2 separate regions of the Canis lupus genome follow, and region 2 is linked to region 1. The links are chromatin contacts, called in public Hi-C maps. All regions are on one chromosome and are shown on one strand. The core of a region is the stretch at or near the end of the contact, and the rest is flanking DNA. Distances in the headings are between cores, read along the strand shown.

Region 1 (7,571 bases), core at 803-3,302:
TCATAAACAGTTGAATGTATTTTCAAATTGAAATTGTGTCCATTTAAAAAAATAAATTGTGTCCATTTTATTTTTTATATAAAAATTTTTTTGAGTATAGATGACACACAATGTTACATTAGTTTCAGGTGTGCAACATCATGAGTTACCTCCTCTATACCTTATGCCCTGCCCACCACAAGTGTAGCTATTATACATCGCCATACAAACCTATTGCAGTAGCATTGGCTATATTCCTTATGCTATGTGGTTGTGGCCATTTCAGTGTATAACATTCCTGGCTCTACAATAAAGATCTTTTAGATTATCACTATAATTGGATTCAATTATTGTGGTAAAAGATAGGTTACATAGCTTTTTAAAGCAACCAAATAGCATTTCTTATCCACTTGCTTCTTTCTTTAATAATATCTTAAGAGTCACAGCACTCAAAAACATTTTTTATCTGTCTTTTAAAAATGTTATATTCATTTCAGGTGTAAAACGTAGTTATTCAGCAATTACATGAATCACAAAAGCTCACCACAATAAGTGTAGTTACCATCTGTAGCTATACAATGTCACTACAATATTGTTGACTATCCTTCTCATGCTGTACTTTTCGCGATTTATTGATTTTACAACTGAAAGTTTGTATGAGGTTTTATTACTTTAAATAGCACTGTGTCAGGTGTTCTGGAACTCCTGTGTTTGAATTTATAACCCGTTGATGAGCCAATGTAAACAGAGCAAAATAATTAGCAATTAATAAAGTGAACAATAATTAGTTGCAATAATTGTAACAGGTGAGCTATAAACAGAATTCTTGACTTTCCTAGCATCAAAGTGAACATGAGTGTCAGAAAAAGGGAAACGATACAAAAGGAAGCCAAGTTTTTCCATCTCCTAAACTTCAAGAGAAATTGCACAAGTGGCTCTCTACAGAAGGTAGAATAAAAGTGCCCTCAGAAACATTCCCACAGCAGACGCGCTCACGAAACCCATCTGGCTTTTTCTTTCCACTTTGGACAGAGGTGCGGGTGTAATATTGAGGAAAGTTTTGCTTAGGATCCAAAAATGTGGATGTACAGCAGAAATTTGCATGGCAGTGGGAGTATGCTCACAGCAGGATACTTTTCCAACAGAATTCCTAAGCACACCTTTGGTCGGGCTGAGATGTGATAAAAACCAGATGGGAGAAAATTTCAAACTGCTTTGATGAAACCCTATGCACTAAATTGATCCTCTGCGTTTGCGGCGGAGGTGAGAGCCACACGCTGTCAGTGCCGCCTCAGCATATGGTTTTGCAGAGCCCATTTTTGCCAAGACCAGAGGGTGGCTTAGCAGGACTCTATTGCACCTGCTTGAGTGGTGGGCTGAGGTCGCCGGCTGCGTTGGCTGTTCTCACCCGCGTCCTGAACTCCGCACAGCAAGCAGTGCGCATGTTCACAGGCACGTTACCTGCTAACCTGTGGCTCTTGCATGCATGGATAAAGCAGAGGCCCACGCAGAGCTGCTACCCAGCCAGCCAAGCCTGAGACGGAGCATCTCAGCTCACCTTTGCAGCTAACTTAGGACCCCAGAGCGTATCCCTGGGAGAGAGGGGAGTTCTATAGGACATGCTTCCCTAAACCATTCCACAGCCTGGGAAAGCGCCTTCACCCTGCCTCTGCGGGACAAGCCTGCAACTCGCGCGCCAGGGAGGGGAGACCCGGGTTAGCGGCCCCTGGAGCCAGGCGTCCCCGGGCCTGGGCGGGGCGTGGCCGCGAGGGGCGTGGCCTGGCGCCCCCGAGAGGCTCCGGGGGGCGGGGCGAGGCGGTGGGCGGGGCCCGGAGCCAGAGAGACGCCTGGGGGCGGGGCGAGGCCGCGAGGGGCGTGGCCTGGCGCCCCCGAGAGGCTCGGGGAGGCGGGGCGAGGCGGTGGGCGGGGCCCGGCGCCAGAGAGACGCCCTGGGGGCGGGGCGAGGCCGCGAGGGGCGTGGCCCTGCGCCAGGGGGAGGCCCCGGGGGGCGGGGCGGGGCGTGCCCGGCGGCGGGTGCGCGGCGGCGTGCGCGCGGCGGGGGCGGGGCCGCAGCCGCAGGCCCACGCCGTAAACAGACAAGATGGCGGCAGCGGCGGCGGCGGCGCCTGGGGCCTTGGGCACCTTGCAGGCCGGCCGCGCTCGCTTGGTGGCCGCTTGCTGTGCGCGGCTTGGCCCCGGGTGGAGGCTGCCTGGCTCCGTGACTGGCCCGCGCGTCGCTCCGGCGGTCTGGGCCCGGGGCTGGACGCCCGCGGCCGGAGGAGGCTCGGCCCCGCGGAGGGGCTACAGCTCCGAGGTGAAGACGGAGGACGAGTTGCGGGTGCGGTACCTGGAGGAGGAGAACCGAGGTGAGGGGCGCGGCGCCGGCAGCCGCGGGTCCTGGGAAGGGGTCGCAAGGTCAAGTGTCCCGGCTGACGTCAGCGTCCGCTGAGCGGCCCGGGTCGAGACCCCTCTCCTCCCCCACCCCAGCCTTGCACCCTTGAGGTGCTGTGAGTGCCTAAAGGTGTACTCCGGAGCGGCCTACCTGTAAAAGCGGCCCCACTCAGCGCCGAAGACAGACATGCAGCTTACGCCCTCATCTCTAGACGAGCCAAGGTCAATAAACCGGGTGTGTGATATTTGCTTGCAGGTTTTGTGCTTGCTGTGTAATTGCTTTCTGTGCACTCAGATATCGGGGTCCCCCGGGGGTGGAGTTTCAGAAGCTGCAGTGAGAATGCACCTCGTTCTGAACAATCTCCCACGTAAAGCCGTGCAGCCGCAACAGTTTCTCTCCCTCCCCCCCCCGGCCCCCTTCCTTGTTTATTGTAGAAAGTTAAAGTTAGTTTGGGTGACTGAATTCCAGTTTGTTGAGACCCTTTTTGAGCACGTTTTTGTCTTCCGGGTGCCGCGCTAAAGCTCCGGGGACCCAGCGGTCGGTGATAGGGATCTTGCCCTTGAGCTACCTGCGCTGGAGGAGACAGATGCATTAGCAATATAATGCCGCGGGGCGGGGGAGGGCTGTGGAGGAGGGAGGGACCTGCCTCTCGGAGGGGTGAGGGGTGGAGCCCAGTTCCTTTCTCGAGCCCCCTGGGGTCGGGGGAACGTGCTAGAGCAGTTTGCCAGAGGACCTGTCGTTTAATTTGGACAGACAGGTTGTTACTGAGCACCTGTCATCTGTGAAGCAGGAGTGCAAATGAGTTAAGGCATGATTGCTGTCTTTAATAAAGCATCTTCTGACAGAGTGAGGAAGATACTGGCAAAAAAAGGCTCTGCTACCTTGAAAGGCTTGGTGAGGGTGAAGAGCTGTACTACCCCCCAAAAGGGCTATGATCAGTTGTATTTGGGAGGTTGGAGGACTTGACAGGGGGATTCTGAGGGTCTATTTAGGGTTTGGCCAGATGAACTAGGTTTCCAGGCAATCCTGACTAGGCAGGAGAATTTGGGAGTGGTGAGGTTTTTTAGGCAAACTGTCTCTGTGCCTCAACTTTGGTGTGTGTGTAATGGGAAAAATAACACCAACATTGTATGGCTGCCGTGAAAATTAGATGAGAATGTCAATACAAATTGTCCCCTGAGTATCTAGCTCCTAGTGGAGTATGAGGAGTTATTTAATCTGTCATTTGTTTATTATCCCAGACAGAGACCCGAGCATGGTCAAAGGCATGGAATCCAAACGTGTTATGTTTTTGGGAAGTACAGCAGGGCATGTGTGCCTGTAGTGTGGCATGACAGGCGGAGTATTGAGAAATTCAGTGGGAAAGTAGATTTGGGGCTGGAGTGATTAGAGCCTTTTTGGTTAAGCTTGGCCTTACCGGGATTTCGGTTACATTAGATGTCCAAACAGTACCTTAGACATGGAGATTGCAGGTGCAGCGAGTAATGTGCACCATATTTTGTTTGTTTGTTTGTTTGATTTGTCCTTTTGACTTAAATGAATGCAAATAGTGAGTAGAATTTCACAAAATGTCTGGAAAGCCCTTAAGTTAGGATCCAGATGGATCAAAGAGAAGAAATCAAAGCATACAAGACAAGTGCATAAGTTCAGATGTTTGCAGTTACCTGAAACATAAAAATCTGCTGTTGGGAAGTTATAGTTTCTTAAGAAAGTTGACCCAGCTTCCTTTGAATGACAGCTCAGGCTTGGCTAACATTATACATGCTTTGCTTTACTAGCAAACCAGCAGTAAGCAGTGCAAAGAAAAACATGAGTGAGGTCAAGGAATCTGCAGGTAAAGGAGTGTCCCAATGCCTTTGCTTCTCATAGAGACCAGTACAAAATTTGAGGGACTCAGCAGCCTGCAAGGAATAAGAGAATGAGAGTTCTCCCAGAGGTGAGGTCTGAGGAGCCCCAAACTGCTCTTCACCCTCTAGGCCTCTGTAGGCTGATGAAGGTGCTTCAGTGCAGAATGCACCAGCACTCATCTGTTGTCTGGGTTCCATATCTGCAATTTGTTGAGGACGGGCAGTTTGTATGACCAGGTTTCCCTAGCAGTTATTTTTTGCTTTGTTGTCTGACCTACTCGGGGTTTCAGAGCAGCAGTCCTTGCCCTGGTTCCTCAAGGTCTGTCCTTTATACGTTGGCTGCTCACTAGTCATTCTCCTTCCCAGTTTATTGCTCATACTTATCCTGGGGTTACCTCTTTTCAGGGTCAAGAATGACTGCTCCGTTAGAAACTTCTAGTGGCTCCCAGATGCCTGCAGGCAGAGTCCCCAGTCTCCCCTGCTCCTGGAGCCTAAGCTTTGCCTTTGCTCCCTTTTATTTGTGCTTTTGCATGAGGTTCCCAGACTGCATACAAAAGAATGACTTCTCTCTTCCCCTTATCAAACTTCTCCCAGTCTGCCAAGCTTCTACTCATAATTGTGACCCATTTCAAAGCTTATCTTTGAGAACCATGTTGGAAATATTGGTGGCAGAAATAGAGCAAATAATCAAGTGCATCATGCAAGTCTTTCTTGACATCTGCTGCTTGCTTACTGTTCACATCCAGGTTATCAAGACTTCCTGAGTGTCTCTGACGTCTTTCCAGTTTCTCTGCATTCTTCTTTACCAACACCGCTCTTGTCCAAGCCAGCATCGTCTCCCAAGGGCACTTTCCCTGGGTCTGCCAGCTGGTCTTCCTACATCTACTTGCTTTTCGTTTTCAGCAGATTGATTTCTTTGATATATTTTGCTTATGTTTTAATTTTCATTTATTTATTAGTTTATTTTTAAAAGTGTATTTTCATAATTTTATGGCATGGGAATTATATTTATACAAATATATTAAGATGTGTATATATATATATGTTTAATATTTTATTTACTTATATGGAACAGAGAGAGGGAGAGAGCGTGTACTAGAGAGTACGGGCAGGGGAGAGGGGAAGGGAGCCGGACAAGCAGAGTCCCATTGGAGGACCCTGGGATCATAACCTGAGCTGAAGTCAGACTCTTAAGCAGCTGAGCCACCCAGGTGCTGCAAGATGTATATATTTTTTAATCTTTATTTATTTATTTATTTATTAAATCTTTATTGATGTAGAATTCACATACCATAAAATTCAAAATGTATAATTGATTTTAGTATATATAGAGAGTTGTGCCACCAACTCCAACTTTGGAATGTCTTTCATCCAAAAAGAAACCGTTTTCTTTAGCTGTGACTCCCTATTCTCATGCAGTCCTCCCCCTAAAATAGGACCCATTTATCTGTTTTTTCTGTCTCAATAGCTTTGTCTATGTTGGACACTTCATCTGAGAAGTAGTATATATAGTCTTCTGTGGCTTTTTTCACTCAGCATTATGTTTACACGATTCATCGGTGCTGTAGTGAGTGTCAGTACTTCATTTTTTATGGTTGGATAACATTTCCATTGTTTGAATAGATCAGGCCACATTTCGTTTATTCATCATTCATACACATTTAAGGTTGTTTCTATTTTTTGAATATTGTGAATATTGTTATTTAGAGCATTCATGTAAATTTTTGTGGACATTTCTTTTCACCTCCATTTAGTGGAATTGCTGGGTCACATGATAATTCTATGAGTATTAACATTTTGAGGAACTACCAAACTTTTCCAAAGTGGCTGCAGCATTTTACATTCCCACCAGCGAGGTTTGAAAGCTCCAATTTTTGTACATCCTGACCAATACTTGTTATCATTTGTGTTTTTGATTATAGTCATCTTGGTGCATGTGAAGTGGTATCTCCTGGCTTTGTTTTGGAGTTCCCTAGTGGTTAATGATGTAGCATATCTCTTCATGTTTATTGGCCATCTGTGTATCTTCTTTACTGAAATGTCTTCTCAAAGCCTTTGCCCATTTTTTAACTGAGTTGTCTTTTTATTGTTGAATTGTAAGAGTTTTTGTATATTCTGGATACAAGCCCCTTATCAAATACATGATTTGCAAAAAAATTTACTACTATTTTGTGAGTTATGCATTCAGTTTTTTAATGATGTATGTTGAAGAACCTAGGTCTGTATGTGGTTCATTGGAGGTACTCTTTCTGTTCTTGCTTTTCAGTACTTTGCATATCACATGTCAGTTTTTAGTAATAATAATTATTGAAGTTTACGGAATTTCTAAAGTAAAAATATTATATATGAACATGGTAAAATTAAACAAAAAAAGCACTGTGGAAGGGTGCCACCTGTTCATTTTTAGGCCCTGCCATCAAAAGTCAAGACTTTAAACATCTCTTGAGTTCTTGCTGTGAATGGTAATTTTATTCACTGTTCTTGTTTTTTATTCCCCTGTATGGATTACCACATTTTGTTTCTACCTTTTGGATCTTATGAATCATGCTCCTGAACACTGTGTACAGTTTTTTATTTGAATATATCTGTTCATTTCTCTTGGGTAGATACTTAGGAGTAGAATCTGTGGGTCATATGGTGACTTTATGTTTGGTTTTTGGAGGAATCACCAAACTAGTTTCCACAGCAGCTGCACCATTTTAATATCTTCACCAACAGTACACAAGGGTTTCTGTTTCCCCACAGGCTCGCCAACGCTTGTTTCCGTTTGTTGTTCATTCTAGCCCTCCTACTGGCTGTGAGGTGATGCCTCATACTGGTGTTGGTTGTATTTCCCTAATAACAAATGATGTTGAGCATCATTTCATGTGCTTGTTGGCCATTTATATATCTCCTTTGAAGATATATATCTGTTTAAACTTCTGCTCATTTTTCAGTCTGATCGTTTGTCTTTTTGTTATGGGTAGTAAAAATTCTTTTATAATCCGGTTATTAACCCTGTGTCAGATGTATGATTTGCAAATATTTTCTATTCTGTGGGTTATTTTTTTCACTTTTTCTTGATAGTTTTGGTGAGTTATGTTTTTTCTTTTGTTGCCATATTTAAGACACTGTTGCCTAATCCAGGGTCATGAAGATTTATACTTGTTTCCTTCTGAGAGAGCTGTAATTTTAGCTCTCACAGTGTTCTCAGATCCATTTTGAGATAATTCTTTTTTAAAGATTTTATTTATTTATTTGAGAGAGAGAGGAAGAGAGAGAGAGCGCGAGCACATGAGCTGGGGGAGCAGCAGGTCATTGGAGAAGCAGACTCCCCGCTGAGCAGGGAGGTGGACATGGGGCCAGATCCCTGG
Region 2 (7,442 bases), core at 343-2,842, 53 kb after region 1:
ACTTCCTTTCTGTCCACTAAGTAATTATTGCTGGTGCCCTGATTTAATATTTTAATATTCAATGATTTTAATATTTTTAGGCCTTTTCTTGGCTTTTACATGAATATGTATTTATATCCATACATTGATTTATATTATGTACAAATATAGAGATGAAAATAACCACATAAACAAGCTGTCTTTTTAAATTTTATTTCTGGAAATTAATACTTTTCTAGGAATTTATCCAATTTCATACAGATTTTCAAATGGATTAGTGTGAAGTCATTGATAACATTGTCTTAGTGTCTCTGACAAGGCAACGGGTTGTCCCCTTGCTCCTGATACAGCCTATTGCCGTCGTCCTCTTTTCCTCTACCATCTGCCTTTCCATAGCTTCACCACTTCTAGTTTACGTTTCAGGAATCTGGTTTGGGTTTTGGTAATTCCCTCTCTTGAGTCTGTTCTATTAACTTCCATCCTGATTTTCATTAATTTTTTTTTTCTTCAAGTTACATTTGCTGCTTTCTCTTAAACCCAGGACGAGGGATACTTGTTTCACCTATTTTCTGCCACTTTGGCTCATATCCAACCAACCATACTGTGTGTCTGTGTCTCCTCTTCATCGTTTCCATGTTTGTCCCTTCTTATCTCTCTCTGAATAGTTTATAGCTTCACTGATTTTCTCATAAGCTGCCCCTAATTTGTTACAAACATTGAGTTTTTTATTTCATTTTAAAATACTTTTTGGTTCTTTTAAAAATCAGTTGTGTCACTTTTTATTGTTCACAGTTTCATGCTTGGCTTCATGTCTTTATTTGAAAGTCAGCACATGAAGGTTATGGATCTCAGTTTTGTATGGATGTTTTCTTAATGTTTCTTCCTACTGGTTCTTAATATATCTTGTTTTCTTGGTTATCCTTTGGCTGTGTGATAGACATTGTATTTGAAAAATTATTTCTGGGAATAGTCTGGAGTCTAGTTTTCTCCAGAGTGGGATTTTTTACCACTGCATTTTAGAAAAAAAAAATTGTTTTGTTGTATTATTTGTTATACACATACCATAATATATGTAATTCTTCCTTCATTGATGGACATTTAGGTAGTTTTTAGTTTTTTACTATGACAGACAACAGTGCAAAAAACATACATATCATATAGTATCTGAGGGAGCCTTAATAAATAGAAATCCTCCTTCGGTCTAAGGTTTGGAATAAATTAAAAAATAAAGTGTAGAGACGGGCAAAATATTCTCTTAGTTCCTGATATTAGCTACGTTGAAGGTTGATGAGGAGATTTGCTCATTTGGCTCTCCCACGTCAGGCCAGCTTCCGTGTCACAGCTACACTGGGGTGGCACCGGCTGCATCCTGTGGCAGATGGCCCGGTGCCAACATTACGTAACCCACAGGGCACTTTTCTTGTAGGCGTGGAGGAGAACCTGTGTTTGAGAAAGAAGGAGGGCATAACTGAGCTAAGGAGAAGCTCGTTTATTATTTTTTATATTACCCATTTAAGTAGATAGTTTGTTGGGGTAGAGGAAATTTAGGGTCGGTAGTTCTAGGAACGTGGGACCCATTCTGTCATGCTGTATGTATTGAGCATTTCAGAGAGGAAGAGAACATCTGTACAGCCATGGACACTTCCCAGTCGGGGAAGTGGCCTTGTTGGAAACTGCCTCTGGAGGCAGGTGGCTGGAGCCTGCACTTCCCCTGAGTTGATCCTCACATATGGAACCCCCTCTTTCTGCTACTCAAATAGGGAAGAAACTGTGCCTTCAGGCCATCCCTATTTGTCTGTCCCCAATTAGCTAGTGTTTTGTTGTAATTTTCTAAGTTTAATTATTGTATAATGGCCAGAGAGTGGCTGTCACATTTGTGCTGTGTTCAATTTGTTGTTTATTGGGTATTTGCCTTGTGGATGCTGCTGCAGTGTTATTCTGTATGAATTTTATTCTTTCTAGATCTTCATTCTGCACTTTTCCTTTGTTAAGCCTAACCAAGTGCTTCTCCTTTGCCCATTTAATGCTTTTACTCAAATGTTGCTCATTACATATTAAGATTATGAGATATTTCCTTTGTATTTGACTCTGAGATACACCATACTTCGAATTTTTAGAACTTTATTTTCTCTCTTTTTGTAGATGTTTCTCTAATGTTCTACTTGTAATTGGGTTTTGCCATATGATCCACTTGGAGTCTTTCTGTTACTAGATGAGTACAGCTTCTTTAAATGTATTGATATGTTTGGTTGTTAACGCCTGTTGTGATTTCCTGTGCCTTCTGATTTTGGTTATTTGACATTTAAAAAATATTAAATATGCTATGTGGTGGTGGTTGTTTTTGGTTGTGTTTGTGGGTTTCTTTTTTAAGATTTATTTATTTTAGAGAGAGGAAGAGAGTGATAGTGTGTGCTGCAGGGGGAGGGGTAGAGTGGGGGGGTGCAGAAAATCTCAAGTAGACTCCCTGCTGAGCTCAGACCGCCCCACCCCCCACCCCCCAACTCGGGTCTCTGTTTCCTGACTCTGAGATCATGACCTGAGCCATAATCTAGAGTTGAGTGCTTAACCCACTGAGCCACCCAGGTGCCCCTCAGCTGCTGTTTTTATTACAACTTTATATAGTATACTTGATCCTTTCCTTTGGAAAGTTCTGTTGACTTCTTACTATGAGAAGTGACAGAATTGGTATATTTCCAGTTTTAAATTCTTCCCTCCCTGTTGCTTTGAGCAACATATTTATGGACATGTCTCCTCAGGCAAGGGAAACAAGCAAAATTAAACTGTTGATACTACAACAAAACAAAAAAGTTTTGCACAGCAAAGGAAACCATTGACAAAACAAAAAGGTAACCTGGTGAATGGGAAAAGATGTTTGCAAATGATATATCTGATACGGAGTTAATACCCAAAATGTATAAAGAACTACAACTCAACACCAAAAAACCAATCTGATTAGAAAATGGGCAAAAGACCTAAATAGACATTTTTCCAAAGAAGACATGCAGATGGCCAACAGATAAGTGAAAAGATGCTCCATATCACTTATCACCTGGGAAATGCAAATCAAAACCACAATGAGATAACAATTTTTATCTATCAGAATGGCTAGTATCAAAGACAAGAAGTAGTAAGTTTTGATGAAGATGTGGTAAAAAAGAAACCCTTGTGTACAATTGGTGAGGATAGAAATTAGTGCAGCCATTATGGGAAATAGTATGGAGATTCCTCAAAAAATTGAAAATAGAACTACCATACGATCCAGTAAATACTGGGTATTTACCCAAAGAAAACGAAAACACTAAAAGACACTTGAAAAGATGTCTGTTTTAAAATAACCCTGTTTATTGCAATGTTATTTATAATAGTCAAGATTTGGAAACAACTTAACTGTCCATTGATGGATGGATGGATGAAGAAGATGTGGTATACATGTACACACACACACACACACACACACACTCTCACAGTGGAATACTCAGCTATAGAAAAGAATGAGATCTTCCCATTTGCAACAACATGTATAGAGTTAGAAGGTATCATGCTAAGTGAAATAAATCAGAGAAAGACAAATACCATATAATTTCTCTTACGTGTACAATCTAAAAAACAAATAAACAGAAAACCAGATGCTTAAATACGGAGAGCAAACTAGGATTGTCAGAAGGTGGGGCAGATGGGTAAAATAGATACAGGAGATTAAGAGGTACAAACTTCTGGTTATAAAATATGTAAGTCATGGAGATGAAAGGTATAGCACCAGAAATAATAAAAGATATTGTAATAATGTTGGTTGGGGACAGATGGTGACTAGACTTACCTTGGTGAGCACTTGAGTAATGGGTAGAATTGTCAAATCACTATTTTATACACCTGAAGCTAATATATATGTCAGTTATATTTCAGTTAAAAGAACCAGATTCTTCCCTTTTACTTTTCTCATCAGTTTTTCTTAATATTTTCTTTATGATTTTAAATGATTCGTACCTGTTACTTGATTTTAACTTATATCCATATAAAAATAAATTATGTATCTAATTAACCTCTGTTTATAAAAGATCAGGAAACTAGTATGCTTTATCCTGTTGGATTTATCATTTTCTTATTATTCAAGTCATAGAAGTTTTAGTCATACGTGCATCATGTGTTGACTTTGACTTGTGGAAACATCACTATAGTCGAGACAGTGAACATGTCCGTCACCCCCAAAGTTTCTTTGTGACCCTCACTGACCCTTTCCTCTGCCCCTTCCCATTCTCTGCCTGTCTCCAGATAATTGCTGAGCTACTTCCATCACTGGAGACTCATTTTCTTTGTAAGAATTTTGAATAAACGGCACAAAGTATGTGTTAATTTGCATGTCATCTTTCAGCATATTTTTTTGTGATTCACTGATGTTTGCATCAGTCAGTAGTTGGTTCCTCGTTACTGCTGAGCAGTGCTCCATTGTCTGGATGGAACACATAAAGCTGGTACGAACGTTTGGGTCTTCCCCAAAGAGTGAGGGCTCTTACTACTTTGTCTGACTGCAGTGGTCAGTATGTTATCCTGCAGGATGCTGAGTTGATCAGGCCCCCTGTGGATTAGCTGGGTATCTGGAGCTTCACCTGTAGGTTTTGTTAAAAACTCCTCTCCTGGCTGGGTAGTTCTGGGGTGGGACCCCGGGGGGGTCATATATTTCATCAGGCTTCCCAGGGATACCAGTACTGCTGGTCCACAGACTGAGGGCCAGCAAAACCCCTTGAGGGTTTGTGAAGCAAGGCAGGAATGGGGTATTTTTTTCCTACCAGGTAAAAGTAAAAGTGTTATGTTTTCGTCAGAAATGGAAATAACTACATGTGTCATGTCAAGCAGCATTTGATATGCCAAGAGCTCACTCTTCCTTTCCCTCCCTCCTTCCCTCCCTCTCTGCCCTTCCCTCCCCTTCTCCCCTCCTTCCTTTTTCTCTCCCTCTCTCCCCCTCCCCCTCCCCCACCACATCCCACTGTCGTGAACACCTGGAGCAGCCTGGAGCAGCCGTTGACTGTGGAGGTTATCAATCAGTTCTGTTTATTATGTATGATCCTCCAGACAAGGCTGTGGAGGTGTGTGGGGGCTTAACCTTGCTTACTTTCTCTCTGTTTCCCCAGGGAGGCTTTATTTGTTTTGGAATTGTGGTAGGAAAGGGATGCTCTGGTGTTGGCCCTTGTCTAGTAACCTGTGATCCTATACTGGGGACAGTCTGGGTTGGAGGTTTGTAGGAAAATCTCAAGTCAGAATTCTGTTCCAGGCAACCGACAGTTCCCCTGCTTTCCCTCTGTTGGATTGCGTGAACTTCGTGGTGTTCTAAAGGCTCCAGGAGTTACCAGAGCTCAGAGCCACTGTGCTTGTCAGGCTTCCCCAGGGGTCTCACCATTTCCCTTTCTTCAGGCTCATGGTCACAGGCCCTTGAGGAAGGATGGGATGTTGCCTTGCAGTGCTGAGTCCTTGCTCATGTCCATGGACTCTTGAGTCCAGGCTGTGGGAACTGGTGAGGGGCACAAATGATGATGAGCAAATCCCTGAAGTCAGGCCATCTGTACTTGAATTGTGGCTGTACCAGGCAAGTGATGGCAGCTCCTCTGCCCTGTGCTCCCATTAGTGGTGAAGGTCATAGCAGTTCTGATGTTATGAGGCCGGTAGGAGGTTTATGTAATATTCATAAGGTGCTAAGGACAGTGACCCCACATAGTAAGCACTTTATCATATGTACTAGATTGATACGTAACTATATGGAAAGTTAAAAAGATAGGCAGATAAGAGATCAGTTTAGAAAAATCAAGTATCTTTTCTCAGATTGCAGAGTGGTCGCCCCCTGACTCCTGGGAAGGTGGCTCCCATTTACAAGCCTCCAGCCCTACTGTGTGATGAGGTGTGAGTGTTTATTGGCATCCAGGCTGGCTCCTTGCTCAGAACCACAGCTGGGCCTGCAGAGGCACAGCCACCTGTAGGCTTTGGGCAGGAGCAGTTTTATTTTGTTTCTGTAGTTCCTTTGAAATTTGATGAGGGGAATAGGAGAGGATACATGAAGATGAAAGTTTGAGTTGGAATTAGTTATAATTAGGAATTTATTATAATTTTCAGTTAACTCTTATTTTATTTCTATCCTTTTTGAATGACTTCAATAAAGTCAAACTTCTAGTATGCTCTATGAGCATTTCTTTGAAATATTTCTCTGTTTTGTATAAGAATATGATTCTTCAGTCAAAGCCATGTTTAAAAATCACACTGACACTAGCATTTTTCCTTAATAATTTAATTTATATTTTTTGGAAACATTTGAAAACCTGTTACATGTGGTATCTCTCTCAGAGCTAAAAGTAGGCCTGTGCCCCTTTCCCCTCATTCATGGTCTCCTGACTCCAGTGCCCCTCCGTCACAGGGTGTTCCCCTGCAGACTACTGAGGCAGACCAGAGCCTTCCCAGGCAGCTCCTTTATTTTTCTCTTGAAATAGCAAAACCTTAATTGTTTGCTTTAATTATATTTTTAGGAGCATTTCAAAGGATTATTATCTTCTTTGTCATACCTGGCCCATTTCCTGGTACTAAACTCAAAATAGTATCTGATCCTGTTGGTTGTGTAACATGCCGAGTCATAATTTCTTCCTTTTGCTGTTGGGAATAACCTCTGCTCCTGGCAGCTCCCATGTAATCCAGCCACAATCTTACACAACTGCCGTTTTGATATTTCTCAGTTCTTTGCGATGGATAATCTGCCCTTCTGAAGTGTGTTATATTGAGTCCACTAAGATTATTAAGTGCTACCAAGCAGAAAAAGTACTGGAAGTGAAAACAAGCTTATGAGGTAACTGTGAAACTAGCTTATACTTTGGGATGACTCATCTTTTCCCGAAGAAAATTTGCTAAGAGAGAGAACGTCTTTCAGGGAAAGCTTGAGATTACGTAAAATTTAAGATAAAAAAAAATTTAATTAAAAAAGTTTTGTTTTTTTTTTAAAGATTTTATTTATTTATTCATGAGAAACAGAGAGAGAGGCAGAGACACAGGCAGAGGGAGAAGCAGGCTCCATGCAGGGAGCCCGACGTGGTACTCTGTCCCAGGTCTCCAGGATCATGCCCTGAGCCAAAGGTGGCGCTAAACCACTGAGCCACCCAGCCTGCCCTTAAAAATGTTTTTTAATCAAAGTATACAGTTGACATACTAGAACTTCAGAATATACAATATTGTAAAATGGCTGAAATTTAATTACTCATTGAATGCTAATTAAGCTGTTCTGCTTACATAATTTTTTAGTAGGAAAAATTTTATAGACTGCTTTATGGATGCTAATTTATGTTAATCCGCCTTTGAAAGGAGCAAGTAATTTACCTGCATAATGATTTGAGAGTGTTGATACCTTATTTTCTTTGTTGTTATTTTATATAAGGACCCTACATTCCATGTCATTTTATTTTATATTTTTTGAATAAGACGTAATGTTAAAAAAC

What was found. A called contact is a pair of places that touch in the nucleus more often than the background predicts.
Region 2: a Hi-C map of blood shows a contact between it and region 1, with 1.6 times the contacts expected there. The contact joins the enhancer-like site here to the promoter of AUH in region 1. A contact is called at or near these places in 2 of 9 Hi-C or Micro-C datasets (blood and liver).

What each region holds. Positions count from the first base shown.
Region 1 is chr1:96,258,052-96,265,622 of UU_Cfam_GSD_1.0, forward strand. It overlaps AUH (methylglutaconyl-CoA hydratase, mitochondrial), which reads left to right and starts at 2,053. Exons shown (of 11, transcript XR_005354315.1): 1 at 2,053-2,345.
Region 2 is chr1:96,311,634-96,319,075 of UU_Cfam_GSD_1.0, forward strand. The region is part of intron 4 of AUH (methylglutaconyl-CoA hydratase, mitochondrial); the gene reads left to right. Among named protein-coding and RNA genes, the nearest start is that of AUH, 55 kb to the left of the region's middle. Within about 2 kb of position 1,593, at least 8 of the 20 cell types and tissues checked have an H3K27ac peak or open chromatin away from gene starts, as enhancers often do. A contact at or near this core is called in blood, where this site is marked.